Linked DNA regions of Mus musculus: region 2 is linked to region 1. The links are chromatin contacts, called in public promoter capture Hi-C maps. All regions are on one chromosome and are shown on one strand. The core of a region is the stretch at or near the end of the contact, and the rest is flanking DNA. Distances in the headings are between cores, read along the strand shown.

Region 1 (4,785 bases), core at 1,056-3,555:
CCCTATGTTAAGAATCCTTTCAGTCCTTTCACCTCTGATCCCCAAGAAGAGCGGCCATTCCTCATCCAGAGTCCACTAGACTTCCTTTCCTCTTGGTGATCAGGAAGGTGCCAGCCCAGCCCCCTCCCCCCACTTCCCACCCCTGGGGTGCCTTTCAACTCCTACCTCCCACAAGCACTTCTACCTAGAGCCACAGGTTCCCCATGGTGAAACTTGCAGAGTGCTTGCCCCTTCCATCAGGTTCTAGCCCAGCCTCCCAGATGAGGGGCCCATGGAAGATGGCAGGGTAGGGTCGGTCAGTGCTGTGTTTGTTCGGTGACAGGGAAGTTGTGTGGTTTTTACCCTCCTGTTCAGTTGCTTTAGCGAAAAGCCCCTCTCCCCCACCCCCTCTCCCCCACCCCCACTCCCAGCTCCGTGAATCCAGGCTGGGCTTCTTCAGGGCTCAGGAGGGTGATCCAGGCCACACAGCAGCCCAGACATGGGCATTTTGTGTGTAGGACAGTCTGAGAGAGCAGGGAGGGACAGAAGCAGAGACCAGGAAGCCCAGGGACACTGTAAGCCTCCTTTTCCTCCCTGACTGGGCCCCTCATCAGGCATCTCCACCCCCCTGTCAAAAGCTCCCTGGGGGAAAGACCAAGTCAGCGCTCTGGCCCAGCTCTTTCCCAGGGCCTGGCGTTAAAACCCAAGCTAAGGCTCTTGGAATTGGCTGTCCTTTCCCTCCTCCCTCGAATCCTGCAGTCCCGTGTCCTATACAGAGGAACAAGGCTCTGGCAAGAACCCCGGGAGGTGAGGGGCACGCTGATGCTACCAAGCTACAAGGGGCTCCGGCTTGCTTCCTGTGTATGCAGGCTTCAGATCCAGGTGGGAGGGAAGGGCAGAGGAGGCTCCTATGTAACTGTGGGTCACCCTGACCCTACCTTTCCCCTCAGCAAATGCCCACAGCACACCAGGCCACCGCAAAGGCCTCAGACTCTTCAGGGGGCCCTCTAGTCCTAGCACAAAGCTGCAGCTGCTGTCCCATCCCTTTCCGCTGACCCAGCCCCCAATTAAACATAAAAAGGGGATGTGGAGGCAACACCCAGCACATTTTTTAAAATTCTGAGTGCCTCTGCCCCCCAAGATCTACCCTATCAATGTTTATGAGTGTTCAGGTTCTTGTCGAGGGACCTGTCTGACCTCACATTTCAGATAGTTCTAAAATAACGACGACGACGACGACAACAACAACAACAACACAACAACAAAAAAAAACATACAGAAAAGAGAAGGGTGCAGTTTGGGGGGCTTGTGTGGTTGGTCTTCTGTGGGTTGTGGTTTGTATCTTTAGAAACTCTTTTGCACCAAAGACTGTCCACTCTGGAGAAGTGCCAATTTGATCAGAATTGAACACACAAAGTGAGAAACGAACACACACACACACACACACACACACACACACACACACACACACGCACGCACGCGCATTCGGTTCTCCTGGCACAAAACTGTTCCACAGGGTTACGATCGAACGGTGCATAAGTCCTCTGCCACAAGCTGTCCTTAAAGACCAAGTAAGAAAACATAAAGACCCCATTGCCAGACGCTGAACAGACTGACCCCTCACGTACAGAGTAAGAAACAATGCGCCTCTGGCTCTCTGGTTGTATATCAAGGTACCCAGACCAGCGCGGGGCGAGCGCCGGGGGTCCGGGTGGCCCGGACACCAGCCCTCCCTCTCCCTCCCAGGCCGCGGTGCCTTGGCTCCCCTCCCCCGCCGCCTGCCACATCTGGTTCCACTCAGGTCCTCCCCCACCTCCAGGCGCGCTCCTCCTCCCATCTCCTCCCTTGCTCCCAGAAAAGTGGAGACGAATTTAAAAAATCCAGTCACACACACACACACACACACACACACACACACACACACACACACGCACACACACGCGTGCGCGCGCACACACACACACACACACACACGCACGCACGCACTTCTTCAGAAAAGATGGGAGAAAAAAAGGAGGGAAAAGTCAAGAGGCCCGACTCCCGAAGTTGGCCAAGTTGGCAGCGCCTTACCCAGGAGGGCGGCGGCGGAGTCCGCCGGGTGGCCGAGACGCAGTCCCCCGAGAAGCAAGACGCAGCGCAGCAGGTGACGAGGCCAGGGCGCGAGGGCAGGTCGGATGGGTACCATCCCTGCGGCGCTCGGAGGACGAGAGTACGGAGGGCGCACGGCAGGGCTGCGTGCAGAGACAGCCCTAGCGCTGTGCTCAGATGACCGCCGGCGAGGGGATCGCATCCTCCTCCGGGTCCGGACGAAGTGATGCCTCCCGGAGAGGAGGAGGGAGGAGGCAGGCCCCGCAGAGGGAGGGCGGAGGGAGGAGCGCAGAACCCTGGAGGAGGGTTTGAGGGGCAGAGGGGAAGGGAAGCGGGCAGCGTGGGAGGGGACGGAGGAGGCGCGGGGGCGCAGGGCTGGGGACCCGGCCGCAAGGGAGTGCGTGTCGGGAGGGAGAGGAGGCGAAGGCTGGAGAAGAGGATCAGCGAGGTCCACAAGGATCCCAGTGTGCGCTCTTTATCTTCCCCTATTCTGCTTCTTAATTCCTTCCCGCCTTGTCTACCCTCTCTTTTCAGACCGGGCCTGGAGCCCCAGACGCTGCGTCACAGCTTCTCCTGCTGGCGCGAGAGGCGAAGCAACTGCAAAACTTTCCGCAGAACTTCACCGCGTGGCGAAGCCTGGGCTGCTGCGAGGCCTGGCCAGCCGAAGGATGGGATGCGCGACTGACTCAGGTGGCCAGTCTTGGGCCCCCAGCATCCCCTCCATCCAGCCTCTTCTGCCAGGTTTTAGGCGCTGAGCATCAGCTATTTCCTTTCCTAAGACCCCCCTCCCCTATTTCTGATGGGGAAGAGGAGGAGCTCAGAACTCCGCGCCACCCGTGCGGAGGTTGGGGGAGGGGAAGGTAGAGCTCCTGTTGCTTGTGAGCAGCGCAAACAATTCTTGATCATCTTGTTTCAGCATGTGTGACTCCTGTGTCAGTGTCCCTGGCACAAAGAATGTAACACTTGAGTTGATAGGGGCCGCTGTATCCAGAGACCTGGGACAAAAGCGGTCCACTGGATGTCCCAGAAGACCTACATCATTCCCACCAGCTGGGCTGCTGGCCGGTAGCAAAGAACAAAACGGAAATTTCATGAAGACAATCCAGTTACTTAGCATTATGCAACAGGTCAGATGGCAGAGCAAAGCACTGGGCTGAGAATCTGGATTTTGGAGAGCAGCCGACACCTAACCTCTGATTTCCCAGTCTTGAAAGTGATGCTTGGGAGCTCCAGCTGAGAACAGGCTTGAGATTTCTGGAGTCCAACAGCACAAAGCAGACTCACCTTCTCCCATCACAAGAGATCAAAACACTGTAAAACTGTAATATAAGTTTTATTGTTTCCTGGACTGGCCACTGAGGGGCTTTTTTTTTTTTTTTTTTTTTTTTTTTTGAAATAACAAACATGACTTTTCATGACTCCTGTTGTAGGTACTCTTTCTGTATCTCTGCAATAAAGGCTCTGCTCCAGGGAGGCTCCACCTTAGCCCTTCTGAACTCTGCCAACTGAGATTCTTGGCTTAATATAGCCCACTGATTGCAGGTCCCCAAAAGGAGCACCTGCAGGCCCCTGGAAAGGTTCTGCTAGCCACAGCCCTGACTGTCAGCCAAGTGAACAAAACCCCTTACCCTAAGGCTAACTTGAGCAGGGTTGCAGATTGGCTTCTGGAAAGTGTTCACAGCTTCACTGGCCCCATGGAGCCTCTCTTCTTGGTTTGACATGTCTTGGGATCCTAAGGTCCTGTACACAGCTGGCTATGCTAGGGCTGTCTTCTCCTGACACCTCCCTCCTTACAAGTCTTGTCATCCTTGAGGGATTTGAGAACCTGCCAGCTATGGATGAGCTGCACTTCCCTATCTGAGCAGCCTAAATACAGGATGCTTCTGGGACAGAATCAATCGGATCCCTCTTCCACCAGCCAGGGCAGGTTTTGGTACTACCCAGCTGGCAGAGTAAAAGCCAACACTGGGACATCACACAACTGTGACATGGCTCCAGCCAGTTGCTCACACAAGACCCACTGTGTGTTCACACACACTATCAGTCCTCCCCTGTCCCCTCACCAAACATCATCTTGTGCCAACCGCCATGAAAGCAAAGACAAACTAACACACTTGTAGTTCTGCGACTTTCATTTGATGGGAGAAATAAACTTTTGGCCATAGCCAAGGCTGAGAAGAGTCTGCTGGGGGGTGGAGGAGGGGAGCTGGGAGGTATGGAGTGCTAGCAGAGTCTTGTTCAAGGCCCTCAAGTCTGTCCTAGTCAGGGCTGCTTACTATGTACTGCCTACTGGCCACATCTACCCAGGTCCCTGTCCATGACTACCATCTGGCTTAGATCTCGGGCAGAGAGCTGGGCCAAAACTGGACAACTCCACAGTGACTTCTGGCCCAGTCCTCCATTGCAAAAAGGTCCTGTGAGGCCAACCGTGGTGGTACATGGCTGTAATTCCAGCACTTGGGAAGCTGAGGCAGGAGGACTGCCTAGCGTTCGGGGCCATCCTGGACTATATATATATAGCAAATTTCAGGCCACCTGGGCTATAGTGTGAAGCCTGTCTCAAAACAAACCCAACTCAGGATCTAGAACTCATCCAAAGCTGAGAGGTTGCCTCCCTGTGCTTCTACAGCCAGCTAGGAGGTGAAGAAGCTCAAAGGCCACCCAGCCTGGCACACACCGCAGCAAACAGCATTGAAAAGGTTCCTCTCTTAAATATGG
Region 2 (4,785 bases), core at 1,455-3,954, 160 kb before region 1:
TGCTTTGTAATTTACATGTCAGGGTTAAGTTTACTCCTGAAAAGCTGACTGTCTGAATTGCTTTGTAGCTTCTTTAGGAGCTGATCTTTGCCACTGCCTCTTTCTCTCAAGGGCATGATGCTTTCTTCCAGGTGTGTTGGCACCTGTAACCTGTAACCCCAGCACTGGGGAGGCGAAGGTAGGAGGACCAAGAATCTGAGGTCAGCCTGGGTAATGCAGTCATGACCCGACCCCCTAGAGACCCCACAAAATAACAACAACAAAAACAAAGCAAAGGGGCTGGAGAGATGGCTCAGCGGGTAAGAGTACTGACTGCTCTTCCGAGTCCGAAGGTCCTGAGTTCAAATCCCACAACCACATGGTGGCTCACAACCATCCGTAATGAGATCTGACGCCCTCTTCTGGAGTGTCTGAAGACAGCTACAGTGTACTTACATATAATAATATAATAAATCTTTTTTTTTTTTAAGTATAGGAATGTTTCATGCTGAGACAGGTAACTTCTCCAAGCTTTGTACTTTGTGTTTTAGCAGTAAAATGTGCCTTGGAAAATGAAACTACCAATTAATGTTTGTCTTCTCTCATTTAAACCTCACAACAGCCTTTTGGGGGTGAAATGTACTTTTTTTTTTCCTCTAGCTCTTAAAACAGAAAATTAAAAATCCATATCTAATATATGCCAGTATGGTAGTGTCTTTTTTCTTACTTAGTGGGCAACATTAATCTGCTGGGAATGGGAGTCTTCTCCCGGGCTCTGGATCCATTCCTTGTCAGGAGTCCTTGGCTGTGTCATCTCTATTCAACTATCTCTCTTAGTCCTCAATGTCCTCCTCTGTTAATCAGTAATAATAATTATCACTAATTACCACTACTACTATCATCTCTGAGTTAGGTCCTTGGTCTCTAAGAAAAAGCTTCCCGCTTCTCATTTTACTGCAATCCCCACAACCCCCCTCCCCCCACACAGAGTCTCTGACAGAGTGAGGAGGTTTCCCTAGAAGGCCCTCACTTCCTCTAAGAACTGGGATTTCAGGCATCTGCCATCACATCCACTCTAAGGATCAAACCCAGAGCTTCATGCCAGACAGGCACTGAGCTACATCCCAGAAAGTGTCTCAAACTTGGGGGTCCTTAATTATAGTCCTTTGAACAGCAAAGACCATGGAAAGAGGTTCCATGGTATGTCTTTACCAGTCAACGATTTAATAGAGAATCTTTGTTAGCCGGCTGAGAACAAGACTAGAACATGGTGTTGCAGGTAAAAAGTACCTGCCACCAAGCCCGACAAGCCGGGTTTGGTCACTGGGAGCCACACGGTAGGAGAGAACAGACTTCAGCAAACTGACCTCCCCTTCCCTGCACTGGGGCATGTTTGCCCTCTCACACATCCAATAAAAATAAGATGTAATAAAAATCTTTAAACATACTAAAAATAGAAAATGGTTTGGAAAGGGAGAGCAATGAAGGTCAGATGAGAAAGAGCCCAAAACAAAGACTTCCCCAAGGCATATTTTGTCTAGACTCTGTGTTGCTCAAGATACGTCTTAGAAGTTGGCGTGAAGGTGAGAAGGAGGGTTTGGCATGTCCTAGAGCCGCAACTGGCAAGAAATGACTCAAGGACAAAACCAAGAAAGCAAGTCCTGGGGAACAAATAGGGACAGTCACAGTCCAGAGTCTGGGGCTCACTTCTTAGGCAGTGCTGGAGTCTGAGAGTGGCTTGTTGGTGATTAAGACATGGGACCTAGGCTGTTTACGTGGCACAGGGAGAGGTGGACCTGGGGTACGACTGACAGGGGCTCAGAGCGTCCTTGCAAGGTTCAAACATCAATCCAGTTTAGAGACCACTGAGTCCTAAATTAGGGGTGGTAGTGATAAGAATAGAAAGGGTGTCATACTGCAAACACAAAGCCACCACCTGAATGTGGGCTTACAGGGGCTGCATAGAAGTCTCCTGGACCCCAGACATGTGGAGACTCTGGGACACTGGTGAAAGTTCCAACAATTTCTATTGTCCATCTTCTTTGCTCTCCGCCCAATCTAAAATGCCCTTAGGTGACATCAGTCAGCAAGGTACTAAGTACCTAAATATGCAAAAGAAATAGAAGACTCAAGGCTGCCTATTAGCCCCTCAGTGAAAAATAAACGCAGCCTAGAAACAGTGATGTAAACCAAGAACCTGGTGGGCACTGGTCTAAACCTCCAAGCTCCTCTCTCCTGGAGAAGCCCGTAATGACTACTGTTAACTAAGAGGCTAGCTTTCGGGCTCCGTTCTGAAGCTGATCGGGTGCCTCCCTTAATTGTTTATTTCTGCTCTGAGGTTGGATCGGAACATTCTGCCTGAGATCCCTGTATAACAACCATTTCAAAGAGTGCAGTATCTTTTCTTCTTTTCATTTATTCCCTTTACTGTTTTATTTAATTTTTTTTCCTCTCCCATTTTCTAATCTTCATCTTATAAGAAACAACACTGAGTCTGGGCGTGAACACAGACAAAATCAGAGTGCCTATTCCTAGAGCATCTCTTCCAAGCCAGCCGCCATCACTGCTTTCCTTTCTCAACTGCATCCCTTCTCGTTCCCACGGCAACCGGCAGAGCCGCCCACGTGTGGACTCAGGACCCCCGGGGCCGTAGCCCTGCCCCACCCCCACGATCCACGTTCCCTCGCGACTAGCGGCACAGGCTCCGCGCGAGGAGGGAGGCACGGTTGCCAAGGAAACGGGAGGACGCCAGGCAGCCGCCCCCACCGTCTCCACCCCAAGAAAGGCCGGAGGCCGCGGCGGACAGCTGCCTCCCGGGAGGAGAAGGAAGAGGGCCCTCTAGAAGGAGGGAAGACAGTGAGGTGTGGGGGAGGAAGAGGAGCCCAGGACCGGCCCCACGCACGATTGATGGGCGGCTCTTCGCCCACCCGCTCCGCCCCGCGGCCCCTTTAGCCCCTTGTGAGGGGTGAAAGTGCTGATCCCCAAGGTAACGGGCGCCTGCCCCAGCCTTCCCAGAACTGAGGATCAACTATACCTTTAAAACTTAAAAGATTCTGAAGGGAAATCAGACCTCTTAGCGCCCCTCTCTTCTTCGGGCTAACAGTAGCTCCAGTTTGTTTCTACCTCAAAGGAACAGATTTAACTGGAGTCTAGTTGGTTTTTGTACACTGGTAGTTCCATCACCCCCAACTGCCGCACAGCTACATTGGTCTACAATCCAGGAAACAGCTTTTGAATGTGGAAACGATGGTATTATTAATGGTAGAACCCAATCGCTTGTCAAACTTGTGATGTTCTTTTCATTTTTCCAATTACACAGTCTCTGCTCTGGGCTTAATAGTCTGTGTGTGTTAGCTAGGTCTCTCATACACCCCTTTTACACAACCATTATTTCCTACGTTAAATTGGAACAGTCACCCTTTCTTGACACCACCCTGCCTCAAGCCCTCAGCCTCTGAAAAGTATAAACCGAGCCTAAGTCACTAAACTTATATTCAGCACAAGTTTAAAAAATGATATTAAAAAAAACTAAGATTTTTTTCCAAACTAAAATTGAAACAAATCCTGTAATCCTTGACATTACAAATGAATTCATTGTGGAAAAGATTAAAGTCTTCTGAAACTCTTCTTCTAAGCAGCCAATCATAGACATGGAGGAATTTATAGACCTGATTGTCAGGTAGTAACACAGCTACTTATATCTTGCCTCAAATGAAGCTTCAGTATAGAGAGGTTAAATTTACATTTTGCTTATTTGCCAAAATCAAGACAGTATAGTTTTAATGATATTTCACAGAGCGAGCATTGCAAGAAAACGGTAAGACAGCTTATTTTAAAAGCACTTCTTTCAGGTCAGGTGTGGTTTTTATCTTTTGTTTTTTGTTTTTTTTTTTTTTTTGACAAATGTAGTCACAGAAAAAGGAGACAGCATGTACACAGGCATGCACATGTGCATGTATGCACACATGTGTGATACTTTTAGAGACTGGAAAGGAATGTAGTCTGTCCTTATTCCTGCTCTCCTTAGTCAGGGTGTCTCAGTCTGAATTCCCTGGAAATTTATGCTAGAGAGGAATTCAAATGTCACAGAGTTCTTAGAATATTCCTCATTGAAATTTCACAGATGCGTGGAATTTTGAGGCCTTGGCAGAATCACTCGCTTCCTCTCCCCACCTCACACACCTCCTCATCCCTGGCCCTTTCCCTCTCCTTAGCATGGCATCGCACACCAATTTCTAAAACACAAACTTGATCCAGTGCTTTGTCACCAGAAGCTTGCAACAAACATACACATGATCATGCGTGATTTTCAGAACGAGAAGCAATTCAAAGGTGAGACTAGAAGACAGCACCGGTTGCGATCTCGGAATTGTGCCTGGCCCACGTTCCCCCCCCCCCCTTCGCAAGCACTCTAGCACCTGCCTCTATCTGAAAAACAAAACAAAACAAAACAAAATCCTTGGCTTCAAATGGCCATCTGGTTGAGAAGGTCCACAAAAAGGCACTCTTGAGTATTAAGCATGATTTCCTCTGGATTTATTCCTATGTAGTTATTTCTATTTCTCATTCATTCTGGTCAGTTTTTCAAACTTGTAGTGCAGCCTAAAAAGTTCCTCTGGAGACTATTTTCCTAGTCTGAGATACTCTACTGTCTCAGACACCAAGGGGACAGATTGTTTAGTTTCATAGAGTATTGATATAGTTAAATAAGAAACTACATGTGGCACGGTGGTGTTTCAACTGTTATTTTACGTGACATGCAGTGTAATGGGGAGCTTGTGGTGGGTGGGGGAGAGTCTCTCGTGG

The links. Capture Hi-C pulls out chosen DNA fragments and counts their contacts.
Region 2: a promoter capture Hi-C map of pancreatic islet shows a contact between it and region 1. The contact joins the promoter of Marchf10 here to the promoter of Mrc2 in region 1. A contact is called at or near these places in 8 of 39 promoter capture datasets (the 3T3-L1 cell line, embryonic stem cells, hippocampal neurons and 1 more) and 1 of 9 other capture datasets (pancreatic islet).

The regions. Positions count from the first base shown.
Region 1 is chr11:105,290,166-105,294,950 of GRCm38.p6, reverse strand. It overlaps Mrc2 (mannose receptor, C type 2), which reads right to left and starts at 2,305. Exons shown (of 30, transcript NM_008626.3): 1 at 2,050-2,305. The coding sequence starts at 2,164.
Region 2 is chr11:105,454,654-105,459,438 of GRCm38.p6, reverse strand. It overlaps Marchf10 (membrane associated ring-CH-type finger 10), which reads left to right and starts at 2,704. Exons shown (of 12, transcript NM_172568.2): 1 at 2,704-2,965. The region is part of intron 1 of Gm39417 (a long non-coding RNA gene); the gene reads right to left.